Regions from separate parts of the Xenopus laevis genome. Here region 1 is linked to region 2. The links are chromatin contacts, called in public Hi-C maps. All regions are on one chromosome and are shown on one strand. The core of a region is the stretch at or near the end of the contact, and the rest is flanking DNA. Distances in the headings are between cores, read along the strand shown. Region 1 overlaps egln2.L (egl-9 family hypoxia-inducible factor 2 L homeolog). Region 2 holds the start of rab4b.L (RAB4B member RAS oncogene family L homeolog).

What was found. Hi-C and Micro-C count contacts between places; a contact is called where the count stands out from the background.
Region 1: a Hi-C map of the XTC cell line shows a contact between it and region 2, with 2.8 times the contacts expected there. The contact joins the enhancer-like site here to the promoter of rab4b.L in region 2. A contact is called at or near these places in 2 of 4 Hi-C or Micro-C datasets (the XL177 cell line and the XTC cell line).

Annotation. Positions count from the first base shown.
Region 1 is chr8L:70,160,650-70,163,349 of Xenopus_laevis_v10.1, forward strand. All of the region lies in intron 1 of egln2.L (egl-9 family hypoxia-inducible factor 2 L homeolog), which reads left to right. Among protein-coding and RNA genes, the nearest start is that of egln2.L, 8.8 kb to the left of the region's middle. Within about 2 kb of position 1,397, at least 1 of the 7 cell types and tissues checked has an H3K27ac peak or open chromatin away from gene starts, as enhancers often do.
Region 2 is chr8L:70,120,452-70,123,151 of Xenopus_laevis_v10.1, forward strand. It overlaps rab4b.L (RAB4B member RAS oncogene family L homeolog), which reads left to right and starts at 1,300. Exons shown (of 9, transcript NM_001093539.1): 1 at 1,300-1,384. The coding sequence starts at 1,369.

The DNA.
Region 1 (2,700 bases), core at 147-2,646, 40 kb after region 2:
TGATGTGAATGATGTATGATCTCTGTAAAGCAGTTTCCTATTGTGGAAACTGCTGGCACTATAAAAGCAAAGGATAATAATAATAATAATCATGTGTGAGTGTGTTTACAATAAGCTAACGTGCCTAAACGTGGATAATGGGTGCTACAGTGGCTGTGCAGCCTCACTTCACTCCATTGGTTAACTCCATACTGGAATCCCAAACAAACACACAGCTGGGAAACCATGACAAAAATAAATAAAATGTTCTTGTGTTCTTCACTTGTCTTCCTGACTGAAGAAGCATTAACTCCTTGTTCTATTTGAAGTTGAGATCACAAACATTCATATGTGGGTGTGTATTCGGTACACGCTAGGGGCAGTTTATCACAGTAGGTATAAATCTGCAGTATACACCAAACTATATGCTAATGTAATTTCAGATTACAGTGTGGAAACTGAAAAAAATGCATTTTAGCATTGAAATCCACCCTGTCTGTACATTAACAGACCAATGCCATGCCTGTCAATGCAGAGTGATTTGGGGTGGAAGTAGTAGATTGATGTCGGAACAGTGCCGGTGAAACACCTCTGGTGACTTGGCCTGTATTTTTCATTGATTTGGCCACTAAAGGCCAGCTTGGGCCAGGACAGCCAGGCGCTGAATAAGAGTGTGCACGTTCAAATTGCAGCTCACACCCACACAGTTCCTCACAGCTGGCAATGCGAGTGAGTCGAAAGGGGACTGGACTAGAGGTAGGAAGCAGAGATGGTATGTGCCTGGCGCCCCCTCCTCCAGCTTTGTGCCCTAGGCACGTACCTATATCAGCCTACCCCTAGTTCCGGCCCTGCTAAAGGCTAATAGATAATTTGTGTTTTAGCAGTTGCTTATTTTATAGTGGCATAGTAATACATAAATGTTTGCCCTGTTGAATAATGAGCAAGCTTTACATCATTTGTTAGTATGTGCAGCATGTCCCGGTCCTTGGCATACAGGTAGTTAATTGTACTTAGATGTAAACGGTTAGGGGCCTATTTATTAAGCCTTAAATTATTCTGGTTTAGTTTTTTAAGTGAAAAACTTGGAGATTTATTATACCTCAAAGCTGCTAAAGGTTATGTAAAAGTGATCCACACTGGTTTTCTTCTGATAATCTGATAAATTCAAGTTGTTGCAGCGACAAGTTGATAAAGTCACAATTTTTTGAAGAAGAATTGATAAATTAGTTAAATTTGTGGATGGGCGTTAGGTCGTTAATAATAACATTAGATTAATTAGAATTTTAGTGAAACCCCCCCTATCTGTCAGTCACATGCTTTGTCCTAGGGAAGTATAGAATGCAGCTAGGCCTCCTACAGCAATTCTTTGCCCCAGCCCCATTCTGCCTGTATGTACAAGCAGCTGCTGGTGAGTCAGGAGGTCACAGGTTTGAATCCTGCCCTCTGACGTTTCCTTTATCTTTAGTGCTGTGGGTCCTGTAGTGTTGCGAAATCATGAATGAGGCTGCACTTTTCTGAGAAGAGAGTGCTTGGCAGTATGAAGGTTTCAGTTAAAATCACTTTTGCACATTTGCAGCTTTTGTATAAAAAAATGGTGTATAATGGTAGGTGCGAGAGTATGGGGAAACAGTGACAACAAATGCAGTATGTTTCCTATGTTTACTATACAAGCATGGCCTATAGCAGCGTGGGCAACCGCATCTGAGAAGTGATTCTGCGGCTCTTCCTTAGCTCAAATAGTTAGGTGATAAGGGAACAGTATTACTTGCTTAGCCTGTTTTCCCTTCTGTTGTTCAACTGCAACGTTCAACATCTGTCAACAACCAGAAACGCTAGGGGCATACTGGACGTTGTGGTATAGTCATATTTGAAGGGAGACTATCTCCTTTGCCCTGGGCCCCTACATAACTAAAGAATAATTCATGCATCAGCTATTCAGCTATATCCATACATGCAACAAAATGCTAAGTCATAAAACAGATGCCCCTACATAAGGATTTCTTTAATTCACCTGTAATTAATGTAACAGCTTTTTGCTTTTATGTTGCTATGGGATCATCAGTTATATAGCTACTCCCAAATTCTTTAGTTGCAATGTTGTCTCTTACTTTTATGGTGTTGTATCATTCCTCCCTTTCTTTTATGTAACCATTTCAGCTGCATCTGGGAATATAATTGGTTGGTGTTTTTTTAACCAGGTCACACGGGAAATTTTCCCCCATCCCACCAAGCAGATAAAAATAGCCCCCAATTGCGCAGGCGGGTATAGATTGCTTTTGTCCTCCCTCTCTGGCATTGCCATTTTAAGAGTGACTGACTGGAATGCTGTGGCCTTGCCTCCCGGTGATTAATCAGCAGGATATTGTGAGGTTTCCTAAAGCACTGACGCACATGGGGCCAGAGCTGGGAAAGATTAGATCAACTTCACTGTATACAAATGTGAAGGAGTGCGGGTATCATCTACGATTTCGTTATATATTTATATATATATATATATATATATATATATATATATATATATATATATATATATATATATATATATATATATATATATATATACACACACACACATATACACATATACACACATACTGGGTAAGAGAGGATCTAAAATGAGTCCAAAATTACTGGTAAAAAGCAACAGTGTGACCAAACAGTTAGTAGTGAGCTAATAATAATAACTGCTCTTGCCATGCACTGCTTTTTCACAGTAGGACT
Region 2 (2,700 bases), core at 50-2,549:
TTAGAATAATGTCACACATGGCTTTTTCTCTGCCAGCAAAGAAAACAATTGTACGGCCCATGACCGGTTATAAGGTTTAGTGTAGTGATAGGCATGACTGAGATTCACCTGTCTTTGTGCCCATGGCATGGATTTTGGCCAGAAGAGGCACATGTGAAAGTAGTGGGCAATAAAAAGGGGGTTCTGACACCACATGGAGCAGCAGAACACTGAGGATTGGCCACAAGTCATTTTACCCCACAAATATTTACCAATCCAATATTACATTTAGATAACAGTACAAGGGAGTTATATGTACTACATGGGGAACTGCAGTCATGGCTCCCATGGTAGAGAAGATGGAAATGTACCATGCAAAGGACAATGTTTTATTTTATTGGGCCTTATTTTACTTGTTGGAAGGACCCAGTGGCAGCCAGGAGATCAGTGGGTTATCATTGGGGCTAACTTACGGGGCCCATTCATTACGGATATAGTTAATAAAATTGCTGATTGGTTACACTTTAGGACCTAATACCATTAAAGGAATTGTTCAGTGTGAAAATAAAAACTGTGTAAATAGACAGGCTGTGCAAAATAAAAAATGTTTCTCATATAGTTAGTTAGCCAAAAATGTAATGTATAAAGGCTGGAGTGACTGGATGTGTAACTTGTCAGTCAGAACCCAACTTCCTGCTTTTCAGCTCTCTTGGTTTACACTGGCTGGTTACCCTGGCTACCAGGCAGTAACCAATCAGAGACTTGAGGGGGGGCCACATGGATCATATCTGTTGCTTTTGAATCTGAGCTGAATGCTGAGGATCAATTACAAACTCACTGAACAGAAATGTACCATGTGGCCCCCCTTCAAGTCGCTGACTAACTCAGAGTTATAGAGCTGAAAAGCAGGAAGTTGGATACTGGCTGTTTTATTAGACATCTGTTCACTCCAGCCTTTATATATTACATTTTTGGCTAACTAACTATATTAGAAACATTTTTTATTTTGCACAGCCTATCTATTTACACAGTTTTTATTTTCACACTGAACTATTCCTTTAAGGCTACATTCACCTCTTCCATGATAACACATAAAACCGTTCGCTAGTTTTATAATAGTTTTGGAGTGGGCGTGCTATATCTTTACGCAGAGGGCGTCACTGCGTCACACGTTCACTACAGTTATGCAATATTAGGCTTCATGTTACGCGCTGCTTCAGGTTTCGACACATTACGTTCATTGCATCAGCACGCAAAGTTTGGGCAGAAGCTGTCCGTGAAGCTTTGGCGGCCATATTTTATTTCCCGAGGTTTCATTGAGGAAGGAGAAGAATCAGAGAGACCGGGCCCTGGGGCCGGTGGAGTAGGAGAGGGGCCTAAAAGAGAAACATGTCTGAGACATACGGTGAGGCGTTGAGTCTGTCTGTCTGTATAACGCTAGGGACGTGCGCTTACTCCGGGAGACAGTCCCACGGAGAGTGACAGGTGTTAGTGGAGTCTGTGAGAATGAGACTGCCTAGCGGTGTTTGCCTTAGGGCTGTGTGTTATAAAGGAGATCCATATGGCCGTGACAGTGTCTGTCACAGAGAGACTGAAGGCAGGAATGACTGACGCTTAGTTAATAAGGACTGACGTGAAAAGGTTGCCTACTAGTTATCGGTAGGATGGTCTCTTAAAAGCGATAACAGGACCCTGTCCCATGTAAGGCGGACACGAGAATGAATGCGGATATGTGGGCGGAGGGCTTCTGTGACAGAGCGTAGTTAGCTAACAATGGTGCTAGGATACATTGCTGCGCTAGGGCAGGGGCTGGATATGAGCCAGATTCATTGGCACGGTGTATGTGTACATTGCTAAGCCATGCGTGCTCTAATACAGCAAGCTAATCATTAACCAGTGTGTTCACTTATAGAGCCTGACAGCATGGCAGAGACTGGGCATGTACACTGGTTAGCTGGCTTACTGCTTTGGGTTGGTTGAGCCTGAAGGCGGCACTGCTTGAGAGCAGCTAGAAGCTACCTGTATTGGGAGGGATAGGCAGAGACTCACTAGCTGTTCCACAGTGGCATTGCTACAGCCTTTTGGCCTCCTGCTTCGATATGATCGCCACTGACCAACACGCTTCCTGCCAGTATATTCTGTTATTCTAAAACTTATTCGAAATAAAACTGGGGGGAGACGAACTGGAGTATTTATTTATATTGGAAACAAACATCACTGTTGATGATGCCCGTTGCAACAAATTTGAACAATCACCTACAAGTTAGAAAACCAAAGAAAAGATCTGATTGGTTTCTATGGGCAACATCAACGGTGATGTTTGTCTCAAGCGTTAATAAGAAAGGAAATTGCAATGGGAAAAGTGTAGCCGCTGGAATTCCTGCTAGGCCACGCCCCTTCAGAATAGACCACTTCCACATATGAATGCACCTGACTGGTTAAGACGGGTGTCCAACCTGCGGCTAGGGTTTCCACCTGGCCGGTATTTTTTTTTATGGCTGATCCCAATGTTATTAATAGGAAAAAAAGATAAATATATAGGAAGGACAGTATTTTTTTCCAGAAAAGGTGGCAACCCTACCTGCGGCCCAGGATGGATATGAATGCGGCCCAACTTCAACAATCGGTTCCAGAGGAAACGTCATGTCGCAAAGAATATGGCCCCCGGACCCAATGAGCCCACCCGCTGTCACTACTCGGTACCTTGCATTGGCAATTCAG